Regions from separate parts of the Mus musculus genome. Here all the other regions are linked to region 4. The links are chromatin contacts, called in public Hi-C, HiChIP or PLAC-seq and promoter capture Hi-C maps. All regions are on one chromosome and are shown on one strand. Each heading gives the region's core, a stretch centred on a gene start, on an enhancer-like site or on the middle of the called end of the contact. The rest is flanking DNA. Distances are from core to core; before and after follow the strand shown.

Region 1 (3,639 bases), core at 887-3,386, 270 kb after region 4:
CTTACTTTAAAATATATATGTATGTTTTATCTGATTGTATGTTAGTGTACTATGTGTGTGCCAAGAGGGTGTTGGATCCCCTGGAATTGAAGATTCAGGTGGTTGTGAATCACCATGTGGATGCTGGGAATTGAACCCAGGTTTTCTGGAAGAGCAGTAAGTACAATTAACCACGGAGCCCTTATCTTTCCAGCACCTATAATATGAATACATTAATTGTCTATTTGTGTAATGATGAATACGTGGTTGTTTCCATTTTAGGTTATTATAAATGATGCTATCATTAAGAAAGAAAAGTGCATTCCACCCTGTGTTTTGTGGAGATAAAAATGGTTCTGTCCAGCCATACTTCTGTATGCAGGTATGGATGTTCTCAGGGCAGATTAGTCACATTACTGGCAGGCCTTAGGAGTGTGTTAATAATTACTGTAAATGGAGCCCACTAGACATAGTGCCTGCATGCCACATGTATGTGTATGGTAACAGGGGTGGAAGTGCTGGAACAGAGTTCTAGACATTTGCACAAGAGAGTGAATCCCTTGTGTTACCTGTTAATGGTAGAGTTCGTTAATTGATACATATTTAGGGAAAATGTAGGCGCGTCAAACCCCAAACCCACAGTTAGTTCCCAGTTTTAGTTCTTCAAAAGCTAACCTATAGTTCTCACTTTATACTCCACTGTGGAATATTTGGATTCACCCCTTTATATATCCTATGTACAAAGTAAAAGGCAACCCCAGAGCAGGTGACTGTCTTCTATTAATGGCAAAATATATTTCCTTATTGCCCATCAAGGACAAAGTCTCCAGTGTATGTCTGCCACCCTTAGCCCTTAGTTTGTAGCTGACCTTTGCGGATATATTCTCCAAACTCAGCAAGGGCTGTGGTGTTGGATTCCTCGTGGCTGAAAGACACTGTGGGAATCTGGATGGCACCTGTTGGGATTCAGTGGTCAGAGACAGACGATTAAGGTTGATAGAGGTTGAGTGTTTCTGATAAAAGTCTGAAACCATAGCTGAATGTGGTGGTGCACAGCTGTAATCCCAGAACTTTGGAGGAGGGAGGGAGGGAGACAGGGAGAAGAAGATGAAGAAGATGAAGAAAAGCGGAGGAGGAGGAAGAGGCGGCGGAGGAGGAGGAGGAAAAAAAAAGAAGAAAAAGAAGTAGTAGAAGAAAGAACAAGAAGGAAAGAAAGAGAAAGAGAAGAAGAAAAATAGACAGATGATGGCAACCAACCAGCTTGCAGAGGACTATTTGCCCAATGCTCTGGGAAAACTATTCCCAGGCATCTCACTTCACTATGTGCACAATCCATCTTCCACTAAGGGTTAGCATTTGATCACTGTGTTGACTTGCATATGTTTGTGTAGGCAGTTTTTTTTTTTAATGAATCCACTACTTAATGAACAGAAAAGAGAAGTTGACAAGGCGTCCGTCCCACCAGCCTGCACAAATGCTCTTTTCTCCTGAAAGTCCAATGAGTTAGTTGCCTTGTTAAGTCCGTTTTAGGGGAGAACTACTTACATATTACATACACCCCAGGAATAATTCATTCTCTTCAGAGCCAGCGAGTCCTACTGACTCTACAATGTTATCCAGAGCTTTGTCCTTGAGGGAGTCCTGGGGAAGATCATTTAACGAAGCCAAACAGTTTTGTTTTAAGGCACCGCAGAGATTGAAAAGGTTAAAAGATTTAGAGTTGAAAGTGCTACAAATACTTTTTGGAGGCAGACAGGGGTAGGGTGGATGCCAACAGTGCTGAGAGGAGAGAAGCTGGAGCCTCTAGGCTAGGCAAGGGATTACCGACGCAAGTGCTAGACCAGTGCACAGTGTCCCGAAAGCTTGCAGAACGCTGGCTGGGCCCGCCCGCGTCCCTCAGCAGAGGGAGGTAGGCCCTCTGGGACTGAGGGACTCAGATCTGAGAACAAGGGGGCGGAGGTTCACCTTTCAGCGCCTCTTTTATAGCGACACGCTCCTCCTCGCTGAACTGGGAAGGGATCCGGGACGCCCCCCGATTTTCCCTGCTTCTAGGGCCAGTGGATCCGGAGACCGTAGCGAAAAAGAGAAGGAGCACAGCTGCCCAGGCGGGCAAGCTAGCAAGTAGCTCAGCCATGTCTCTCCCCAAAAGCCACCAGTCGGGCTAGAGTTTGGACCTAATAGCCTAAAGCATGACTCGCTGCTGACCAATCATTGATTGACCTGGACAGCAACCAACCAATCAATCGAGCGACCCGCCCTTGAGTTGCTGCCCTCTAGACAAGGGTCAGGACTAGCCTGCTCTTGTTCTGGCATTTACTACATGAGAGCAAAGGTGTGTGTGTGTGTGTGTGTGTGTGTGTGTGTGTGTGTGTTATAGCTTTAATTTCATCATAAACTGCAACAGTGTGTCTGTTGATAGGTAGTGCTTTGACAAACCAGCCCCGACGAGTTTGCTCCTGTTTTGAACCTTTTCTTAGCATGCCAAGATGTGACCTTGTGTCCTTGGGAAAATGAATAGAAATATGTAGCAGTGGTGGTGGTGGGGGAACTGGAGGTAGCCATTAGAAAGTCCCAGACACCAGGGAAGCGAGAGGTTCCCAGGACCCAATGGATATGACATTAGCCGAAATATCCAACAAAAGGGAGATAGAACCTGTAGAGAACACCTCCAGTAGATAGGCGTGGCCCCCAATTGAGGGTTGGGGCCACTCACCCATCTCAAAAATTTTAATCCAGAATTGTTCCTGTCTAAAGGAAATACAGGGACAAAAAACGGAGCAGAGACTGAAGGAAAGGCCATCCAGAGACTGCCCTACCTAGGGATCCATCCCATCTGCAGACACTAAACTGGATACTATTGCTGATGCCAAGAAGCGCTTGCTGACAGGAACCTGGTATAGCTGTCCCCTGAGAGGTTCTGCTAATGCCTGACTAATAATACAGATGCAGATACTCAAAGTCAACCATTGGACTGAGCACAGGGGTCCCAGTAGAAGAGTTAGGGGAAGGACTGAAAGAGCTGAAGGGGATCGCAACCCTATAGGAAGAACAACAGTATCAACTAACTGGACCCCACCCCCCTTAGCTCCCAGAGACTAAACCACCAACTAAAGAGCCATGGAGGGGTCCAGAGGTCCCATGTAGCAGAGGATGACCTTGTCTGGCATCAATGGGAGGGGAGACCAGGCAAGGGGAGGGGCAACATTTGAAATTTGAAAATGTAAATAAATAAGATAACCAATTAAAAAAAAAGAACTAATCCAGTGCTACAGGTCCCTTCCCCAAAGCTTTGAGGGTTAAGCCTGCCTGCCCTGGGGGTTTTCCTTTTAAAGTCCAACAAACTGTCCCCCAGTTTCTGTTAGAGTGTATTCTTTGTCCTCAAGCTTCCATTTGTGATGGTTCTCAAATTCTTTTATTAACGACACCAAGAACCCCAAGAGGGGCTCTGATTTTTCGGGTGTAATATGATGGTCCTACTAGAACTCTGAAAATAGATCTTCCTTTTAATTCTTTAATTGACAGAGAAAACGAAACACAGTACTGTCCCTCTAGACAGGTTTCATTAGTACACTTTATTCATGTATATATTTTGATTAAATTTATTCCTAAGCTGTTCTTCTCGCTCTCTCTCTCTCTCTCTCTCTCTCTCTCTCTCACACA
Region 2 (3,483 bases), core at 472-2,971, 350 kb before region 4:
GTGTGCGAGTGCACACACATGTGTGTATGCACAGTGGCCTATATGTGGAGGTCAGCAGACTACTTTCAAGAGTAGGTTCTCTCCTGGTCAACTCAGGGCATCAGGATTGGCAGCAGGTACATGTACCAGCTAAGCTATCATGCTGACCCAAAACAAGGGCTCTTTAAATTGCTATCCTGGGCAATAGAACAGTACCATTGAGGGCCCTATCAGGACTTACCAGCATGTCTTTAAACACCCCCTTCTGTAGTCTCAGACAACGTTCTTAAACATGCAACAAAGAGTATAGGGTCCAACTCACAAGTTCACCTTAAGTGATAATAAAACACCTGTATCAGATTCCAATATCTTTGACTTGCTAAATTAGACTCTTAGGACCCCCCCACCATGGTTACACAGCCAGAATCCATAAGACACAACCTGAGACATGGCATTTTTAATACACTCCTGAGGTTATTTTAATCTACACTGCAGCTCGAGAATCACTAAAGGCAAACCAAGGACATACCTGCTGTTAGGTTGTGCCCCGTCTACCTACCCACATGGAAAGTCAGTGGCTTCTCTCATCAACTTCCTAAGGAGAAGGTGGTAAAAGTTAAACCCTCTAGTTCCCCACCAATTGCAGTTCAAGGAGGATCAAAGATCTTGCAGTATTTAAAGTGATCTGAGGCCTCTGATACATCCCGAGGGGTTGGAGGAGAGGGGGGAATCAAGTCAAGAAGGGCAAGTTTTTCAAGGGCTCAGGGCCGCCCCACTCCACTCCACTCCCAACAACAACAATAACAACAACAAAAACAACAACAAAACATTTCTTAACTCCTTCACCATAAGTAACATCTCTGACCAATTAATTTCTAACACCCATTAAATATCCTTTTCTTTGGCAACTCCAAATCCTATTTAGAGGACATCTTCGCAGGGCTGCCTCTTGACTGGATTGCAAGCACTTTACACACCCAAACCCCGCGCGCTCACACACTCACATACCAGTGCAGTCCGAAGGCGCCCAGAGACTTCAGAAACACCCAACCTAACACCTAACCGGGGACTCGGTCCCCATACCAAGCACCCCAATTCAAAGCAACTTTCTCACCTCTCCGCTTAGCCTTTTCGAATTCTGCCTCCCGGTCTCGAGCCCTTGCCACCTCTCCCCAGGGTATCCTCCCACCTCATCTAAGATCCCCGAGGCCCAGGCCTCGCGCCGCCCCGCGGCCCTCTCCTACTGGCCGCCTCCTCCTGGAGTTGTTTTGCTGACGGAGATGCCACCCTCCGATTTTCCTCTCTCCATCGGGCCTGTCCTTACCCGCCGGCAGCGGGGCTTCGGCGACGTCGCCGGCAGGGCCAAGCTCGGCCGCTCCGCCGCCCGCGGGGGAGGAGGGACAACTGTGGCTGTGGGAGCACTTGATGTCGCGGAAGAACTTCTGGGTCTCTCGCAGGTTCTGCCGCAGCCGTCCCAGGTAGCGGCGGTAGCGGCTGAAGCCCCGGCACAGCTCGCGGATCATTCCGCCGCCTCCGGGACCCGGGCCCGACACGGACTCGCCGGCCCATGACTGCCCGTCGGCCTCCATCGCTCAGCCAGCTGTCTTCGCGGCTGGCTGAGCCGCTGGCCCGGCCCCCTCCTCCCGCCCCCTAGCGCTCAGAGAAGGCGGAATCCGCCTCCCGACGCCCCTGCCGGCGCTCCGCGCGGCCTCCAGCCTCCGTCACTGCCGCGGCTGAGCAGCCAGAGCGCCTGGCTCCGGCCAGAACCTTACTCCGCTCCCCAGCGGAGCCAGGGACGAGCTCACAGAGGCACCGTCGCTGCGCGGGCTCCTGGGACTTGTAGTCTGGGCTGGGTGGAATGCCACAACGCCCACAGGGAAGCAAGCTAGCGGGTGGACCCTACTGATCCCTGTGCTTACACTCTTCTCGTTTAAAAGGTGTTCTTGCACTGTACACGAATTCCTAAGGAAAGGCAGAACCCGCAGAGTATGAACCCCGGCAGAAATGGGGTACCTCAAATCTAGGAGAAAGAAAGATTTTAATAAGTAGAAGGAAATAAGGCCGAGGACAAAATATGTCTGTGGTTACCCCAAATGGTTACAACAGATAATAGAGAATTGGTTGAAAATACCCGGAGAATAGTGAAAACTCTACTGTTTGTGTTACAGTCTACTTTTTCTTTTCTTTTCTTTCTTTCTTTCTTTCTTTCTTTCTTTTTTTTTTTTCCTGCTCTAGATGTGGAAAGGGGGTAGGGGTGTGAAAGGGTGGGTGAGACCTAAGAGAAAGGACAGTTGATTTCTTGTACAGTCGGCAGGGGTAAGGGGAAGTTGAAGTTAGTAGCCTTCTAAACTGATTATCTTAACAAGGCTTCTGTCAGTGTGCCAGACTTCCATCGACGCAGACTGTCACGGACTCCATGACACACAAGCCACAAACGGGACAGAACTTGACACCAGTCACCTCTTCACCTGATTGAACTTTGAGTAACTTGGGCTCAATGTGAAATGTGAAGGCTTTAACCTGTAACTTGTTGCACTTTTTAAAAGATCACGCATTCAAATGAGCCTGCACTTTAAGGTAGGCTAGCTGCAAAAAAGGAGCCCTGTGTTCCTTCCCATTTACGCCTCCCTTTGCACATTCTGGCCATTTCTCTTCTTTGCAAAGTTGTATTCCCCTTGCTTTCCAAAAGGCTTGGTAAAACAGAAGTGAGAACACAAATGGAAATTAAAAAAAAAAAAAAGGTTGATAGTGTAAGAGCACTATTTAAAAATAGAACATGGGCTGGGTGTGGTGGTGTATGCCTTTAGACTCAGTACTCTGGAAGCAGAGGCGTGAAGGTCTCTGTGAGTTCAAAGCCAGCCTGATCAACAGAGTGTGTTCCAGAATGGACAAGGCTACATACATAGTGAGACCCTGTCTCTATTCTAACAAAGCAATGCAGGATGAGTCATCACAAAGATTTCTAGTTAGGGGATCAGTGGAGAGAAACCTTAGGTTGGAGGAAGAATCTATCTGCATGAGATACACATGGGAAGACACAATTGTAATCCCATCGCTCAGGAGCCCAAGGAAGGGTAATCCCAAGGGTATGGCCACCCTAAGCTACATAACTAGACCTCATTTCGACATCACAAAACTAGTCTTTATTAGTACTTTATATTTTAGAAATAATTGGGAGAAGGCTGGAGAGATGGCTCAATGCTTAAGAACTCTGACTGGGGGCTGGGGAGATGGCTCAGCAGTTAAGAGCACTGACTGCTCTTCCAGAGGTCCTGAGTTCAATTCCCAGCAACCAGATGGTGGCTCACATCCATCTGTAATGGGATCCAATGCCCCCTTCTGGTGTGTCTGAAGAGAGCGACAGTGCCCTCAGATACATTAAATAAATAAACAAATAGTTCTGACTATTCTTCCTGGGTGTCCCAGGTTCAATTCCCATCACCCATATGGTAGCCAAAAACAAGAGACATGATGCCCTTTTCTGGTCTTTGTGGGCACTGCACA
Region 3 (3,602 bases), core at 725-3,224, 350 kb after region 4:
TGCATACACACACAGGCAAAAATACTCACCCATGGAAAGTAAACAAACCTTTCAAAAGAAAACCAAACACAACTGAAGGAAATTCTTTTGAAGCACGTTGAGCGTAGTTGCCTAGTTAAGGGGGCTCCAAGGTTCTGAGTGACTAGAAAGTTCCGAGACTAACCTTGGGAGATAGCTAAGTGTACCATTGACACGGTAATTCACCGAGCACGGCACACTTTTGATAGTTTATCTCAGAGCTGAGCCTCTGAGGCTGGGAACACGTGCTGTTATTGACTGACCCTTAAAAGACTCTGACCCAGGAGAGCCAAGAATGACTGTGGTGCTCTCACCTGGATGGAAGCTTGGCATTTGTGCCACAGCACATGGGCCTGGAGATTTGTGCTTCCCCTCCCCCTAATTAGAATTCAGCCCATCAGCCTTGGCATCAAGGCTAAGTCCTGGTGGGTCCTGATCACACTTCTCTCTACTTCTTTCCCCTCCTCTCTCTCTCCCTCTCTTCTACCAATTGTCATTTCCCTTCCTTTTAATTGTTGGTTGAGTAATACATTTAAAGACCTGGGAGTTCAAAATGAAGGCCTATACCTTGGAAAGACTTGATCCTGCCTGCCCAGACTTTCCCATGAAAGGTAACCCACATTTACTAATTTCTCACTTATCCTCCTAAATTCTCCTTATGTAGAAGTTGTTATGCAAACTTTCTATGGTAGACTACATAAGGTATTATATACATGATTTTGCTGCTGAATTCCAGTACACCCTGGATTAAGAACAACTGTGTTCTTAAACGGCTGGAGAGATGGCTCAGCGGTTAAGAGCACGGACTGCTCTTCCAGAGGTCTGAGTTTAGTTCCCAACAACCACATGGTGGTTCACAACCATCTGTAATGGGATCTGACGCCCTCTTCTGGTGTGTCTGAAGATAGTGACAGTGTGCTCATATACATTGAAAAAAAAATCTTAAAAAAAAAAAAAGAATAGCTGTGTGCAGGGCTGTGACTACATAAGATCAGGCCAGCTAAAATCCCAGCAAGGATTGGGGTGGGGGTGGGACTCATGAAATCCCATCACTAGCTGAAGGGCTATTGGCAGTCAGCTGAGTGGAGGGGTGGAGTTAGTTTTCTCCAGGGATGCAGCTACTAAGAGGGAGGTTGCCCGTGCTCCAGTAGATGCATCTACACCTATACATATGCAGGCAGCCCTAGATGGACTCCAAGGAGGCTAAAGGGAGAACACATTAAGTTGTGAGGGAAATGTGGGGGTGGGACATGGGGGAGGTGTGGAAAGGGAGGGAATGGGGTCAGGTTTCATCAAAGCACATTTTATAAGTACATGAAATTCTCAAAAGAATGGAAATGGTGAAAAAAAAAAGTGATGAGGTTTTGGTCTTAGTAAAATCCATTTATGTATTTATTTAAAGAATAGATGGGCAGTAGTCCACTAAAACTCATCCATCCCCTACTGTCCGCCAGTCTGTAAAGCTGAGTGCGGTGAATCAAAACACGCCCACCCTAGCAACTGGGAGCCTGAGGCCGAAGAATACCAAGTTCAAGGCTGCGCATCAATAACTACAACAAAAGACAAACCTATCAGCCCCCTCCCCATAAAAAACAACAAAAAGCACCCCTTCTCTCAAAACAAAAACTAGAGCAGGCCCTGTCTTCATGGAGAGGAAGCATAGCGAACAGTAGTGGGCGCTACTCATCCCAGAGCTACCTGTGTCTAACCAACAGCTCCCCAGCACTGCTCTGGAGCAGGGGGAGGGAGACGAGGGTAAGTGAAAGCCACAGAAGTCCTCATCTGTGGCTCTCCTGTCCCAGTCGAGCTGCTGCTGTTGGTCACTGTGATGTGCACAGAGAGAGTGCACACAAGGCTGCTCTTGGGTGCCAGAGGCCGGTGTGGGACTGCAAGCAGAGCCTGAGAAGCTGTCTGTGGCCGAGGGATAGACAGCCCAACCACCAGGCAGCAGTAGAAAAGCTCTGTTATGTGGGAGCAAACGGCAGCAGAAATGGGCATTTTCCCAAGTCCCTGAGGGCAGGGCCTAACGTCCAAGCCTGCTTTGTTTGGTGATAAGATTTGGCTTTGTTCTTTTCCCGAGCCCCAAGGATACATGCTGCGGGGAGTCCTGATCTGAGTTCTCCGTTGACCAGCAGCCAAGGGTGCTCCACTTGAGCGAGGCTGTGGTGAGCCCGATCAATAGAATCCTGTTGACTGGGGTCTTTTTCTTGAAGGGATGACTATGAAGAGGGCCTGGGATATGTTGCCACCGCGCCCAACTTAGATGTCGCTGTGGTGGGGTGAAGTTCCTGTGCCTGCTGGCATGGATGCTAAGGGCCAGTCTCCAACTCAGGGTGACTCATGGTTGGGCTACAGTGGCTCGCAGGGACCCTTACTGTGGGTCTGGTTGTCAGCTCAGCTCACTCTGCCCTGGGGATTGGTCAGCACATCTCCCAGTTGTAATAGGATATCTGTGAGTCTCCAGGCCCACAGGTCCCTGCTTCCATTTGGAATATTTAGTCTGTGCTATGACTCTAAAGAGGACACAGAATCTATGTCATGTGCTTTAAGGCTGTGGCAGAGCCTTCCCTTCAGGCTACAGTGTGTCCAGCAGGGTCGGGCCAGAGCTCTGTTGTTTGAGCTGAAAGCTCACTGCTTTCTCAGGACCACGTCACGGGGAGGTGAGTCCTCAGGAGGGTTCACCTCCAATGTCGGATGCTGTTATTGCTGTCTTGAAGTCTTAATTTTTGAACAATCTCACTTTTTTACGGGGCCCTGGAAATGAAATGATGTGGCTTTTACTGCCTACACTTTAACATCGTTGACATGCCAATTATGCTGACATAGATTTTTTTTTTTAAAAAATTAAAAAGCAAACACCATAGTCTCTTCTCGTCCAAAGAAACTCCTGGACATCCCCCTCCCCCATAGATATCTAAAGTTACATAGTACTAATCCCGCCCCCAGGTGCTATGTTTCCTCCTAGTCACACAAGCGTATGACAGAGTATAATGAATAAATTAGGTACAGCAAGAGATGGACAATAATTGACAATAAATTAAATGACCATGAGTCTGTACAAGTAATAAAAGGCTATAAATGCATATTCTAAAGATACTGTACTGTTCCCGACCTTATCCTCATGTGACAACATGAGATGATGGCGTATCTCAGTGATGAGATAGTGACATGGGTATTGTGGCGTAACTTTGGTTACTATTAATAGAGGCATTTGGAATGATGGCAGTTGATACATCTGAGACAGCTACAAAGTAACTGCTGGATTAGATGCACAGAATAGAGCAAAGGCAACTGACCTGGGTAGGATGGCGCAGCGGTTCACCACACTCCTTCAAATGACACGTGCATTGAAAGTTGTAAGTTATTTATTTCTGGGATTTGCTATTTAATATTTTTGGTCCACAGTTGACCATGGGTAACTGAGACTGGTATCACTGACCAAGAGGGACTATTGTCCCATAAAGGATATAAACAATGGAAACACATACTATTTGCTGCGTACCCTTAGATATGGTCCTTATGTTCATCGTGCTGCCGAATGCACACCTCCCCACACACATCCCTCCACAGTCTGACTTCAGGAG
Region 4 (3,400 bases), core at 452-2,951:
ATCATCTAGAAAAATCACAAAGGTTCCAGGTACTCTACCTGGAGACATAAAATCCCTGTGTCCAGATGGCATTGTGAAGTCCCTGCATGCAGATCATGTGGCGGAGGGAGGAGCTAACAGGTGCCGAGTGGGAAGCTCTGGGGAACAGTTACAAGGAGGAACATTTCAGTTTAGTGCAAGACTCATCCTCCCCACAGCTGATGCACAATGGGAGTGGGCCAAGCAGGAGCTGCGGAGATGGCTCAGCAGTTAAAAGCACTGGCTGCTCTTGCAGAGGACACACATTCGATTCCCAGCACCCACATGGTGGCTCACGAATATTTGTAATTCCAGTTTCAGGCAATCTAACCCCATCTTCTGACCTCCATAGGCTCCAGGCATGCCCATGGTGCACAGACATAAATACGGACAGGTGAAGCATACATAAAATAGACAAATCTAAAAACGATGTTTTAAGAAATGAAAAGTAAACGGCAAGCAAGTCTCCATCAACAGAAGAAAGCTATCAAGCTACCTACCACAGGGATAATTGGGAGGAGATAAGGGTCTGAGCCCCAGGTCACCCTTCCCATCTCTGAGCTGCTGTTCCTCTAGAACTTCACAGCAGTGGCTAATGATTATATTTTTTTCAGGTGATAACTTTGTACCTTATTTCATGTACTATAAATCCCACCTTTACTGCCATTAAATTAGTCTATGCCATCACCCATGGAGTAAATGAGCCAGAGGGACTCTTAAACTGGAGCCTTCCTCTGATGCACAGTCCAGGACAGGTATGGGGTAGCACTCTGAGGTAGTGTCCCTGCTCAGGAAATTGATTATCTCCACTTCACGCCAAGGTATCATGGGGTCACCCAGCCAAACACTTCTGTGGGCACGATGTCACAACCTCCAGCACTATTAAGACACTTGGCAAAGGAGACACTGAAGGTCCTTAACTGCTGTGCTCCTAGGTTCTGGTGTGGGCACCGGATCCTAACTCCCTCAGGAGCAGGACCATACACCACTGTCCAGGGCTGTGGGGGTGTCGGGTCGGTATCAGGGTCTTGGAGTGTAAACAACCCCTCCACCCTGTCAAGGCATTTTCAAGTGGGAAGAGAACTCTGCCTGGAGGATCATCTCAGAATTCCTCTGCGAGTCCTGGGGTTCCTGCCCTCCCTCACTGCATTGGGAAGGAGAAATAGAACCCTAAACAGAGCTTGGCCTTACTGCCTTCCTCACCTGTGATGGAACAGGTGCAGGGTGATACCCCCGCACCCCAAAGCATAGAATGGAGAAGACCTAAATTTCTAGGACTGGGGATACTTGCCTAGCATGTTATAGGCCTTGGGGTCAATCCCAGCACCTAAAAGCAGTAAAACGAATGTCCAAGTTTCTGGGAGTGTTTGGTGTTTTTGCTTTTGTTTTTCCAAATGACAGTGTACCGGACCCCTTGAGGTTCCAAATGAAAGCCACAAGAAAGTCATGTACAGATAGGACTGCTTTTAGAGAGTAGGGCATGGGAGGTAGAGAGCCGCGCTGGCAGACCCTCGAAGTCCAACGGCAGCACCCCAAGACCAAGTGATGTGGATTCAGATCGCCAGGCTGAAAGGCTGCGCGGTGTAGGGCGCGAGGAGCCTTTAGCACTAGCTGGCGGGTCGCGCTCCCGGGTGAATTAACCAACGTGGGGCCCCCAGGAACGTGAAGCGAGGCGGGGCGGTCCCGGCGGCGGGACACGTGCGTCCGCGACGCCCCGGACCTCCAGGCGTCCCCGCGCTGGCCGAGGGCGGGGCAGCCGCGCGGCGCTCCCCTCCTCTCCTCTCCTCCCCGCCCGGCCTCCGGTTGGCCGCGGCACTCGGCCCTGGGCTCGCTGCGAGCTGCCGGCCGAGCCATGGGCTGCGACGGCCGGGTGTCTGAGCTGCTCCGCCGCAACCTACAGCCCACGCTCACCTACTGGAGCGTCTTCTTCAGCTTCGGCCTGTGCATCGCCTTCCTGGGGCCCACGCTTCTGGACCTGCGCTGCCAGACGCACAGCTCGTTGCCCCAGATCTCCTGGGTCTTCTTCTCGCAGCAGCTCTGCCTCCTGCTGGGCAGCGCCCTCGGGGGTGTCTTCAAGAGGACGTGAGTGTCGCGCCCCGCACGCCCCTCCACATCCCCGCAGCTGTGACCACCTGCCCAGCTGGGCTGGATCTTAGCCCAGGGGCTGCCTCCCTCCCCCACTACAAGCTCTCCCGGAAAACTCTCTCGGGACTGAAGGTGACATCTGGGCTATGTATTTGTCTCACTCGTCCCGAGAGAGCTCAGAACCCTTTCGCCCTCGCTCACCGAGCCCACCAGCCAAAGAGTGATGGAATGTACAGAGATGCGTAAGACCCTTATTGCTCTGTTCCTCTGAGATTTTGTAGCCTCGGCGCCGGAGGTGGAATTGGCACTGAGGGGAAGACAGTTGGCGGTGCCAGCTCAGGGGACAGTTCTCAGTGACAGGGCTGGCCTGTGGTTTGACTAGGAACCCACTGGTGATTCCACTCATAATAGGTCCACATCAATTGATACAGCTGATCCCTTTACCAAGATGGTGAGGCTCCTGGGATCTCCTAAGGGAGACAGGACTCGGCTGCAGCATTTGCCTGCGGAGGCTGAGCCCTTGGGCCAGGTAGAGAAGTGTAGAGCCTCTCATCCATCCTCTATCTCTAGTACCCAGAATACCCCTAATGTATCCCTCCACCTTGTTACTTCTCCCTGGCTTCTGTCAGGACAGAGCTCTGGTCTATCCCTGGCACTCAGAATATTACCCTTTTGGGTGCCGTGCAGAGCCCCATTTTTCTGGTGTAGGAACCCCTCTGAAGATATTTCTAGAAAGTCAGCAGCCTTCAGTCTCTGTACAGCCAGGAATAGACCTAGAACTGAGACCTAGAGCTGAGGAATGAATGGTTTGCACACCAGAGGCTGCTGTGTGGTCTTCCTTGTTCTACTTCCTAAAGGAGCAATTATCTGGACTGCAAAACCACAATTGGGAGGTCTGTTACAAAACTAGATAGATAGATAGATAGATAGATAGATAGATAGATAGATAGATAGAATAAAAGATCTTGTGCAGAGGCCATTCTAGGCCAAAGGGTGTGCAGCTGTGGGACGATGCAACACAGGTGTCAGTATAAAATGGACCCCAGTCTAAGCAATCCAGAGCCTGCTGCACCTCAGCAATTGGAGAGTGACTATTTTCATTTCCCCTACATCCTTTTGCAAATGCAAGAATTCTCAGACGAAAGTCTCCTTGTGCCTATTAGCACTTTGTGGGTCTGGGATAGAATCGGATATATAGGAATTCTGAAAATATGTTCAGCTAGAAAATTCATGAAAAGGAGGAGGGGGTATCTCTGAATGTCAGAGGAGGGGCCCTGTTGTTGTTTGGAAGTGCTGG

What was found. Promoter capture Hi-C pulls out the DNA fragments that hold promoters and counts their contacts. Hi-C and Micro-C count contacts between places; a contact is called where the count stands out from the background. HiChIP or PLAC-seq counts read pairs in DNA pulled down with a chosen protein or histone mark.
Region 1: a Hi-C map of bone marrow-derived macrophages shows a contact between it and region 4, with 1.7 times the contacts expected there. The contact joins the promoter of Pm20d1 here to the promoter of Mfsd4a in region 4. A contact is called at or near these places in 1 of 39 promoter capture datasets (liver) and 1 of 484 Hi-C or Micro-C datasets (bone marrow-derived macrophages).
Region 2: a contact with region 4 is called in a promoter capture Hi-C map of embryonic stem cells. The contact joins the promoter of Dstyk here to the promoter of Mfsd4a in region 4. A contact is called at or near these places in 1 of 39 promoter capture datasets (embryonic stem cells) and 1 of 484 Hi-C or Micro-C datasets (nephron progenitors).
Region 3: a FOXA1 HiChIP or PLAC-seq map of pancreatic cancer cells shows a contact between it and region 4. The contact joins the enhancer-like site here to the promoter of Mfsd4a in region 4. A contact is called at or near these places in 1 of 39 promoter capture datasets (liver), 4 of 484 Hi-C or Micro-C datasets (the N1E-115 cell line, embryonic stem cells, liver and 1 more) and 1 of 115 datasets of contacts at active chromatin or transcription factors (pancreatic cancer cells).

Annotation. Positions count from the first base shown.
Region 1 is chr1:131,795,892-131,799,530 of GRCm38.p6, reverse strand. Pm20d1 (peptidase M20 domain containing 1) reads right to left here and starts at 2,136. Exons shown (of 13, transcript NM_178079.3): 1 at 1,945-2,136; 2 at 849-935. The coding sequence starts at 2,113.
Region 2 is chr1:132,415,691-132,419,173 of GRCm38.p6, reverse strand. It overlaps Dstyk (dual serine/threonine and tyrosine protein kinase), which reads right to left and starts at 1,721. Exons shown (of 13, transcript NM_172516.4): 1 at 1,304-1,721. The coding sequence starts at 1,568.
Region 3 is chr1:131,713,228-131,716,829 of GRCm38.p6, reverse strand. It overlaps Rab7b (RAB7B, member RAS oncogene family), which reads right to left. Exons shown (of 6, transcript NM_145509.3): 6 at 1,391-3,602. Among named protein-coding and RNA genes, the nearest start is that of Gm30104, 19 kb to the left of the region's middle. Within about 2 kb of position 1,974, at least 26 of the 459 cell types and tissues checked have an H3K27ac peak or open chromatin away from gene starts, as enhancers often do. A contact at or near this core is called in pancreatic cancer cells and stem cell-derived neural progenitor cells, where this site is marked.
Region 4 is chr1:132,066,363-132,069,762 of GRCm38.p6, reverse strand. Mfsd4a (major facilitator superfamily domain containing 4A) reads left to right here and starts at 1,701. Exons shown (of 10, transcript NM_001114662.1): 1 at 1,701-2,100. The coding sequence starts at 1,871.